2 separate regions of the Zea mays genome follow, and region 2 is linked to region 1. The links are chromatin contacts, called in public Hi-C maps. All regions are on one chromosome and are shown on one strand. Each heading gives the region's core, a stretch centred on a gene start, on an enhancer-like site or on the middle of the called end of the contact. The rest is flanking DNA. Distances are from core to core; before and after follow the strand shown. Region 1 holds the start of LOC103629177 (probable 2-oxoglutarate-dependent dioxygenase ANS). Region 2 holds the start of LOC100384382.

What was found. Hi-C and Micro-C count contacts between places; a contact is called where the count stands out from the background.
Region 2: a contact with region 1 is called in a Hi-C map of endosperm, with 2.8 times the contacts expected there. The contact joins the promoter of LOC100384382 here to the promoter of LOC103629177 in region 1. A contact is called at or near these places in 11 of 25 Hi-C or Micro-C datasets (bundle sheath, ear, endosperm and 4 more).

The regions. Positions count from the first base shown.
Region 1 is chr6:34,316,875-34,321,857 of Zm-B73-REFERENCE-NAM-5.0, forward strand. It overlaps LOC103629177 (probable 2-oxoglutarate-dependent dioxygenase ANS), which reads left to right and starts at 3,017. Exons shown (of 3, transcript XM_020539849.3): 1 at 3,017-3,956; 2 at 4,058-4,391. The coding sequence starts at 3,481.
Region 2 is chr6:34,613,986-34,619,804 of Zm-B73-REFERENCE-NAM-5.0, forward strand. LOC100384382 reads left to right here and starts at 3,380. Exons shown (of 5, transcript NM_001362355.1): 1 at 3,380-3,818; 2 at 4,594-4,925; 3 at 5,025-5,810. The coding sequence starts at 4,724.

The DNA of each region.
Region 1 (4,983 bases), core at 1,767-4,266:
CGGAAGACGGCGAACTCCGCTCCGCCCGACCCAGGGCTCGGACTCGGGCTAAGCCCCGGAAGACGGTGAACTCCGCTACGCCCGACCTAGGGCTCGGACTTGGGCTCAGCCCCGGAAGACGACGAACTCCGCTTCGCCCGACCCCAGGGCTCGGACTTAGCCCTGACCTCAGCCGACGGTCTCCGCCTCGCCCGACCCAGGGGCTCGGACTCGACCACGGCCACGGAAGACAGACTCGACCTCGACCTCGACCTCGGAGGAGCCCCCACATCGCCCAACCTAGGGCGCAGACCAGCCACGTCAACAGGAGGCGCCATCATCACCCTACCCCAAGCTGACTCGGGCCACAGGGAACGAGACCGGCGTCCCATCTGGCTCGCTCCGCCAGATAGGCAATGATGGCGCCCCGCATACTCTGTGACGACGGCGGCTCTCAGCCCCCTTACGGAAGCAAGAGGACGTCAGCAAGGACTCGACAGCTCCGACAGCTGTCCCTCCGCCAGGCTCCAGCGCTCCTCCGACGACCACGACATCACACGAACCAGGCGCCAAAACCTCTCTGGCCGCCACGATGGCGTGTACTTAGGGCGCTAGCTCTCCTCCGCTAGACACGTAGCACTCTGCTACACCCCCCATTGTACACCTGGATCCTCTCCTTACGCCTATAAAAGGAAGGACCAGGGCCCTCTTAGAGAGGGTTAGCCGCGCGGGGACGAGGACGAGACAGGCGCTCGCGTGAGGCCGCTCGCTCCCTCTCCCGTGTGGAAGCTTGTAACCCCCTACTGCAAGCGCACCCGACCTGGGCGCGGGACGAACACGAAGGCCGCGGGATTTCCACCTCTCTCACGCCCATCTCCGGCCACCTCACTTCCCCACTTCGCGCTCGGCCTCGCGCCGACCCATCTGGGCTGGGGCACGCGGCGACATTCACTCGTCGGCCCAGGGACCCCCCGGTCTCGAAACGCCGACAACAGACATACAGAACATAATATGAGAACACTTCAAGTCTTCATGATACATGCTCACTAGATTTTTAGTTTTTACGGATATCTACGGGTAACCCGCGGGCGACAAAAAATATACGTACCCGACCCGGTTTTATCACGGGTCGGGTACGGGCCAGATCCACGGGTACAAATTTATACCGGACCGGACGAATCGGATATCTGATGGATATCGAACCCACGGGTAAAATTGACATCCCTAGTTTGGTTGGTCAGCCTTTTGTGAAGCACATCAAGGCAGCATCTACTCAACCATGTTGCTACTAGAGCACATGCATCACGACAACACCTCGTCAACCATAGTGGAAAATAGGCTCATTAAAAGAAGCTGAGGTGACATAATAGGCCCATTAAAAAATGAGGTGACATAATTTGAAATATTTAAAATATTTGTTAAACTAAAAATAGATAATTATTGAAAAACACAAAATAGGTATCATCATAGCGTATAGGATCAAGACAAAATAGGCCCATTAAAAGAATCTGAGGTGACATAATTTGAAATATTTGTTAACTAAAAATAGAGAACTATTGGAAAACACAAAAAAATTAAGTCTCTCTTATCATTTAGCAATTCTCCATATTTGTTTTTAGGGAATATTTTACAAAAAATAGTGGAGATGCTCTAAAGTGTCCGTAGCCGTATAAGATACCCACCTCGTGGAAAATAGCGCACCTGCAAATGAGTCTGACTGGATGCGCGCGGTAGCAGAATCGTTTATGGGCAATTCCTTATATGTCACCGGAAAATATACCTATTCTTCGTGTGTCATTAGTCCCACATATTATACAAACACAAAAAGTTATCTATATGATACTTGGCATACGAGGAATAAGTATAAAATCTGATGACATAAACATAATTTTTCCAAACTTTTTATGGGCCGCATGCATGGGCTTGATTCGGAGATGCTCACAGGTCAACAGGCCGAGGACAAACTTTTAAAAATTGGGGTGCTATTGCTCGTGCTACAGACACTAGTACTAGACTGTCTAGCTAGGGGCAGAAAGGTAAATTAAATGAGAGACGACTTCGGGTGCACGTGCACGATGTGTACCTAGGAGGAGCAGCACTTGCACTTCCACCGTTTTTTTCGTCCGGTTGAGATGCTCCGAAAGTCCGAATCCTCTCTTGATTTGAAAGGTTTTACACCGCTCTGCTTTTAGCTATATTTTTTTTTAAAGATGACCTCCGTCTCGCCAACCACTGCCATGCCCTATCCGCGAAACTGTATTTACCTCTCCCATCCTGATGACCCCCGCCGACTCGCCAGTTGTCGCCGATGCGTCCCACCCTCGGCACCGCCTTCACCTCCCTCATAGACCATATTTGGTACAACTGCTGCTTATTGAAAAAACAGCTTATTTGATAAGTTGGTGAAAAGCAGCTTATACTTGTTGGCTGCTTTTAATTCATTCTGAGAACAGCTAAACTGATAAGCTGCTGGAGAAGCTGTCTGTTTGGCAGAATTTTGACTTAAATTTGTGAAGAAGCTGAAAATAAGCTGTGTCAAACAGGATCATAGACTCGCGAGTTGTCGCTGATATATTTGTTCGGTTTCATGTATTAATTTGTTGTGCCTTATTTAATATTTATATATATATGCCGTCTAAAACGCACTAGTGAAGATATATACTGAACGGAGCAAGTACATTTGCACGCTACGGTGGGCCACATGCCTGCTAGAGTACATGGTTTGTATTATGCATACGCTCCAGGCTACACGTCACTGTGTGGACCCCGCTGCTCCGTGCGGTGCCGTCACATGCGCAACAGAAATTCAGTCACGTTTTGCTATTTGCGTGCGTTGCTTTCGCCCGCCGCATCAGCAGCATTCAGCAACGTACAGCAGATCGATCTCTTATTGGTCTAAAAGATAAACCAAGTATACTCTGTCCGATTAGCTAGCTAGCTAGCTAGCGGCTGCCTAATCGAGCTAGACACGAAGCGCTATCGGCTTGACTAAAGCTATACTGCCGGCCAAAATATATATAGCACGCATGACATGATCGACACACACACACACACAGCACAGCAAAAGAACCTGTGTGCTAGCTGTGGCTGTGATCCTGTCCTCCTCTCTAGCTAGTAGCTATCTCCATGCATCTTCTTTAATTTTGTTCTCATCTCCGATTCTCAGATATCCTCTTCTCTGGTCTCTTTATATATATCTATCTATCTCTGCTCCAGCTCCAGATGATGAGATGAGATGCTGGCATCATATCTATCTTTTGTTGATCTGATCCCTTAGCTTGCTGTTGATATACATGCATGCATAATATTATTATTAGTAGTAATTCCGTCGTCAGGCCAGCGTTCGTTGTTCACGCTTGGTTCGCCGTCGTTGACAAATATCGGCGAATTGAAGCTTTAGGCTGTGCTCAGCAGAATTAGCAAGTGCAACGCGCAGTGTCCAAGAGCATCCCAACAAGGAAGATATATCGAAGGCTGCAGTGATCGATCGATCGATCGAGGATGGAAGGCGCGGCGGCTGGGTGGCCGGAGCCGGTGGTGAGGGTGCAGTCGCTGTCGGAGAGCGGCGCGGCGACGATCCCGGCGCGGTACGTGAAGCCGGAGGCTGAGCGGCCGGCGTCGGCGGCGGGCGAGGAGGAGGGCGGCGGCGGGATCCCCGTGGTGGACCTGTCGTCGCCGGCGACGGCGCGCGCGGTGTCGGAGGCGTGCCGCGACTGGGGCTTCTTCCAGGCCGTGAACCACGGCGTGCCCGGTGAGCTGCTGCGGCGCGCGCGCGGCGCGTGGCGCGGCTTCTTCCGGCAGCCCATGGAGGTGAAGCAGCGGTACGCCAACTCGCCGGCCACGTACGAGGGGTACGGCAGCCGGCTGGGCGTGGAGGCTGGCGCCCTCCTCGACTGGGGCGACTACTACTTCCTCCACGTCCGCCCGCCCCACCTCTGCGACCCGCGCAAGTGGCCCCACCTGCCCCCCGGCCTCAGGTACATTAACTACTACTTGTTTATTTATTTTTTATTATTATACTCCATCTGAGGAGGATCGGATCATCGGAGGAGTTGATGTACTTACGAGCTTACGGCAGGAAGACGACGGAGGAGTACAGCCGCGAGGTGGCGGCGCTGTGCGGGCGGCTGCTGGCGGCCATGTCGGCGGGGCTGGGCGTCGGGGAGGCGCGGCTGCGGGAGGCGTTCGGCGGCGCGGAGGGCGCCGGGGTGTGCGTGCGCGTGAACTACTACCCGCGGTGCCCGCAGCCGGAGCTCGCGCTGGGGCTGTCGTCCCACTCCGACCCGGGCGGCATGACCGTGCTCCTCGCCGACGACCGCGTCCGCGGCCTCCAGGTGCGCCGCCGCGGCGCCTGGGTCACCGTCGACCCCGTGCCCGACGCCTTCATCGTCAACGTCGGCGACCAGATCCAGGTATGCGTATTACAAACAGACACAGTCGTTGACGCGTGTTTGGTTCAGGGCTTATTAAGTCACATGCATCCCTCCCTCGTGGTTGCCCGTGACTAACCGTCGTTGCCAAGTGATGGGTTAGCTAGCTAGTTGTGTAAACGTGGCAGCCTCACAAAAGCCATCGTTCATTTCACCACGTACGACACGCACACCGGCCGTCCCTCAGTTGTTAACTGATAATTACGTATGTGGCCGCCAATAATAATCCACCTGGCCCGTAATGATGGTAGTTAGCTTGGACGCACGCATGCCCGTCGTGTCGAGCGATGAGTTAGCTGGGGATAATGATCTGCAGGAAGACTTGCGCGTACGCGGGGTGGATGGATGGATGGCTAAAGTATGCAGAGAGCAGTAGTGCGCTACTAGTTAGATGCTAATATTAGCTATATACAGCAGTTCTAAACACCCTCAACTAATTCTTAATTGACCCACAGCTAACAACTAGTTTATGAAGCATTAAATATGTTTTGGACATAGAAAAACCATCGTGAAACCTTTGCATTGAGAAAGGGTAGGTCTATAAGTAGTGTGTTCTTGATGATGTGTTAATATA
Region 2 (5,819 bases), core at 2,130-4,629, 300 kb after region 1:
TGGGATTCACACTTATTAGTAAGACATGTGTTGTTAATAAAATGTTGACCAACTAAAATGCTTATTGCTCAACCTTAGCCTCACCTTGTTAAACTTGCATTAGTTTTTTCCCCACTTGCTGAGCCCTGACCATAAGTGAGCTCACCCTTGCTTAAATTTTGATCAGAAGTTTGCAGATGAAGTTATGATGCTGAGCTCCATGGATGCTAGTCTAGTGATACCCCCGGTCATCTTCCTGTGGATGAATGTCCTTGTTTCGCTGTACTTTGATGAATAAAGGTTTAGACATTATGTCTGTTCGAAGTGTAATATGTTAATATAATCGTTATTTACGCTTTTATGCATTGTTCTTTTGATATATTACACTTGTGATGTCAACATATGTGTGAAAATACATCCTGGCACACATATGCGATGCACCCGGCTCTGCCCCGGAAACCGGGTGTGACATCGGGCTTAACATCTTTCATCCCAAACTTCTTTAGGATATCTTGTGTGTACTTCGTTTAATAGAGGAATGTCCCTTCCTTGAGTTACTTCACTTGAAATCCGAGGAAGTAAGTCAACTCTCCCATCATGGACATCTCAAATTTCTACATCATCACCCTGCTAAACTCCTCACATGACTTTTGATTAGTAGAACCAAATATTATGTCATCAACATGTTTTTGGCATATAAACTAATCACCATTGCAAGTCTTAGTGAAAAGAGTAGGATCAGCTTTCCCAACCTTGAAAGCATTAGAAATAAGAAAATCTCTAAGACATTCATACCATGCTCTCAGGGCTTGATTAAGTCCATAGATCGCCTTAGAGAGCTTATACACATGGTCGAGGTACCTGTTATCCTCGAAGCCATGAGATTGCTCCACGTACACCTCCTCCTTGATTAGCCCGTTGAGGAAGACGCTCTTCACGTCCATTTTATAATGCTTAAAAGAATGGTGAGTAGCATAGGCTAATAGTATGCGAATAGACTCAAGCCTAGCTACAGGAGCAAAAGTCTCCTCAAAATCCAAACCTTCGACTTGTGCATATTTTTTGCCATAAGTCTCGTCTTGTTTCTTGTCACCACCCCATACTCGTCTTGTTTATTGCGGAACACCCACTTGGTTCCCACAACATTTTGTTTAGGACGTGGCACCAAACTCCACACTTCATTTCTCTTGAAGTTGTTTAGCTCCTCATGCATGGCCAACACTCAGTCTGGATCCTGCAAGGCTTCTTATATTCTGAAAGGCTCAATAGAAGAAATAAAGGAGTAGTGCTCACAGAAATTAGCAATACGTGAGTGCGTAGTAACTCCCTAGCTAATGTCACCAAGGATTTGATCCACTGGATGATCCTCTTGAATATTGGTGCAGACTTGAGTTGGAGGTGCATGTGATACTTCTCCCTCCTCCTTTTCTTCTTGTTCTCGTGCTCCCCTTGATCCATGCCTTCGGTTACCCGAGACACCTTCAGGCGCCCATCGTCTTGAGGTAAGCCCTCAAGCACCCGAGACACGCTCAGGTGGCCGTTGTCTTCTGGAGACACCCACAGGCGGTGAAAGGGAAATGTGCCATTGGGACATTTCTAGTTTGTTTTGGTGATTAAATGCTCAACACATTGTCTTAGACTAACATCGTGATGTATGAGTATAAGCACGAGTATTTGAATGGTAAATTGAAAAATAGGAAAAATGCATTTGGTATGTTCACCGCGGTTTATGGTACACTCCATGTTTGCACGTATGACTTTACAGCCATACGACCGCTACACATTCTATATAGGTCTTGAGTGCACTGAGTTTAGTTTGCCTTGTGATGTCGACCATCACATATTTAATATGTTCTACCTAAGATGTATCAACTAAGATTATCTCTAGCAGCTTACCCATCATCTATCCCATCTTATATCCTATTTCAAACTCTACTATGTGAACAATGCAAAACAATATTTTAGATGACCATATAGATAACCTGCTCGACATGATCGAAGCTTTTGCTAAGAAGCAGTCCGTAGCCCCTTGATGATGAGGGGACACAGACAACGAAAAGAGCATCTAGTGTAATGGTTAATGCTTTCGAGTAGCACCTCCAAGGCCTTGGGTTCGACCCCTCTCGGGACGATTTTTGGGCTTGGTTAAAAACTCTCCTCGCTGTGTCCCACCCGCTCTCGAGTTACGTCATGCGCGTCATCCTCCGACTGAGCAGTTGTAGAGTGGGTGGTGACAGCCCACTAGTGACGGGGGATTTTCTCGGCCGAGGTTATGTTTATGTCTCTTCTTAATATAATTCCGCGAGGGCGGTCTTTCCCCCTTCGCCCGAATTTTTAGGCGGTGATACAAAAATTCTGCATAACCACTATATCTAAAACAACTCTACAAGTGTTGACATGGTATGGTTAATTAAAATAATGTCAACACATAAACAAAAAACTAAAGAAAAACCCACAACTTTTTTTTATTAAAAATGAACATTAGAGCGTTTTGAAGAGGGCCCTAAACAATGTTGTATTTTAAAATATAAGCCCCGGAAACATAAAACGACACCAATATTGATCCTATTTTATTAAAATTCATCAAACTATTATATGTTTCGGTCTCTGGAGTCTTAAATATAGTACCTTATATATTGAAGTCATATCCTTATTTTTTCTTAATCTACAATTATTTATTTTCTAATAACAAGATTTATTTTCTAAATATCTGCTGGAGTAATTTTTTTGATGTCTAAAATATTTTAACTACAGTCTTATTTCGATTTCTAGAGCTATATTTTAGAACTCATGGAGATGGTCTTAGACCAACTTCAGCATGTCGTACGTATGTTTAACAATATTTTTAGGAACAATTGGATCTATACCATTAAAAGATCCAAACTTTAGATATATACCATGGACCCACATGTCATTGACTCATGTGGATCCACATGTAAGTGAGATAGTAATGGTATGGATCCAAAGTGGTGATCTTTTAATGGTATGTATCCAAATTTCCCATATTTTTACTATAGATGTATTGTTTGGAGATAAGATTTTGAAATATGGAGTAAGATAAGGAGTATAATAAAAAAAATCTGGTGTAGATATTATTAGTCCACCACAGCTGTCAGCCGGGTTCCCTGAGCGCGCAGCGCAGCCTGTGGACCATACACTTTCACCCGCCCCGACCCGTCAGTAATCGTGCCATGATTGCTTTTCGACCTGTTCCCAGGGCCGATCCAAGCCGTCCGTCTCCTCACCAAGCGGCCCGGATCCCTCCTCTCCGGCCACCCCAAAACACGCCCGACGCCAGCGCCACCGAAATCCCCCAACCCATGCAGCGCAAGCATTACCATAACCTCCTCGCATATCGGCCCGCGCTGCTGCCGGAAGCAGATCGGAGCAGCCTCTTCGGCTCTTGGCGACGGATGTTGCTCGCTTCGTTTACCACGACCAGATCTGCGATGGCTTCTGCTCGCCTCGCTCGCTACCCACCAGATCCCGGCGCCTCCCCCCTCGTCGCTCAATTCTGCTCCGCCGCGCTGCGATCGATCCGCTCCCAGACGACGATCGCCCGGCGCGGATCAGCAGCCGCCGGGGCTGCTCCGGCGTCGCGAATGGCCGCGCTCGCCGGGCCGACAAGCAGCGCAGATCGTGGGGCTCGCCGGCGGCACCGGCTTCGGCCTCGTCTTCCGTGGGGACGGCAGGCGCGAGGCGGTGCCCTGCCCGCCGCGGACTGCCTCTGGGAGTTCGCTTCCGTTACGGCACCTGCCATCCTGGCCGTCGGTCGGGGGCTGGCGTTCTCGTGAATCCCGTGGTGGGCCGGGGGCAGAAGCGGTAACTCGCCGGGCCAGGTAGGAAGTTTTGCCTTGCTTGCTGCGTTGCCAATCTCGCTTATCCTTTCCGTGTTCCGTCCTTTCCGTGTTCCGCCTTTTTTTGGTCACCGAATAAATAAATGAAACAAATAAATAAAAGAAAACAGCCTGTTATTAAATGGGCGAAATCCCGGAATTTATTTCTTTTCCCCCTCCCGGTTCTCTCTCTCTCTACGCCCTACGGGGGGCCGCGGACGTGAGGGGCGCGCATCAAATCGGGCTCAGGCCCGGCCGGGCGCATCCGCTTTATCGGCTCACGTTGGCGCGGCCTCCGTTTCCTCTCCCATTTCCTTGTCCTCTCTCCCTCTCCCTCTTCCTCCCTCACGGCCTCACCTCTCCAGCCTCCCGCTCACCTCTTCCACCTCTCTACGCTCCCCAGAGGGCCCCAGACGCACCGCCGACGACCCCCGGCGCGGGCGCAGATCAGCGTGCGCCGTGACCTGCCCGCCCTGCCTCCGCTGCTTTCGACCCTGGGAGCGCCTGCCCGCGCCGCCGGGGCGCTTCGTATCGCCGCTTCTCTTTTTGTTCCGCGGCTCTTCCTCGCCGGCAGGCGGCCGGCTGCTGCCCCGCCCACGCCGCGTCTACGTGTCCTCAAGGGGCTGGGCGCTCTTGCCTGTCAAACCTGGTGCCGCCTCCGGTTGGAAACCGTGAGTCCTGAGCTCATGAATCCGTCTCGCCGCGGCCGGCAATCTGGGCTTCCTTAACCTGACGGGCGCGTGGTTCCCTCTGACTCCGTGCGTGCGCCTCTGTGTAGGTTTCTTACGGGTTAGGAGCAGGAGGTCAGAGACTCCCCAGAGTTGGCTTCGCCGCGCGCATGCGATTTGCGGCGGCGGCCGAAGCCTCGTACAGCCGCCGCTGGGACGACGACGACAACGGCGACGTGGATGCCTCCGCCGCCGCCGGATCGAAGGGACTATCTATACCGGGAGGGCCGCAGGCACGACGGCGGCGTCGGCGACTCGCTCCTGCCGCCTGCCCCCACGCCGCCGCGCTGGCGGGACTCGCCGTACCACCCGCCGCCGCCACCGCCCCTTCGGGACCCCGCGCGGCCCTCGCCGCGCCGTGCGCCGCCGTTGGCCTCCTCAGGTGGGCATGCCCCCCGCGAATGCTCAGATCTGAGGCCGCCGCCGCCTCGCCGACCCCCTCTGGTGCCCCTAATTTCCTCCAACCGCTCTGCTATTTCAGAAGGCTACTACCGACAGGGTGGCGGCGCGTACGACCGTTCCTACCCTGATGACCCGCCGTCTGTCTACACGCCGTCGCGCTCGGACCGGTACTGGCCGGAAGACGACGACGGGGGATACAAGGGTTTCGGTCGGTATGGCAGCGGTGGCCGCAGGGACGGCCGTGACATGAGGGGTTCATACCGGAAGTCCCCATACAGGGGCGGCTACGGAAGCGACTTCTCCAGGAACCACTCAGAGCAGCCCCCTCCGCCACCACCCAGGAGGTCTCCCTTGAGGTCAGTTGCCGTTCCGATCTGCTATGACCCTCCGGGCAATAGAATTAACAGAGGGGACAGGGACAACCTCCCACGGGTGACACCATGGCGGAGAAGGGAGAGCAGATCTGAAGTAGCCGATGCTGATGGACCGCTTTCTGTTGGCCAAAGTACTCGGCTCTCTGCTTCAGGGAAGGAGGCTTCAGCTCAGCCTCTGGCCGCGGCAGGTCCTCACGGGACGGAAGACGAGGCACCAAGGAAGAAGGCACGCCTTGGATGGGGTCAGGGTTTGGCCAAGTATGAGAAGCAGAAGGTGCAGGGTCCTTCGGATCCCGCTGAAGTTGTTGCTGATGTAAGTTCAGGTGATGGCGAACAGAAGACCTCCCTTGCGCCTGCGCCTTCTGTTGCATCTGTATTTCCTGCTGCACCACTGCCTGAGTCTGCACCAGCACCTCCTGCTGCTCTTGCACTTTCGTCTGCTCCTATGCGATGCTCATCTCCAGTTACTGCACCGCCATATTGTTCCTCAGGTATGCAAC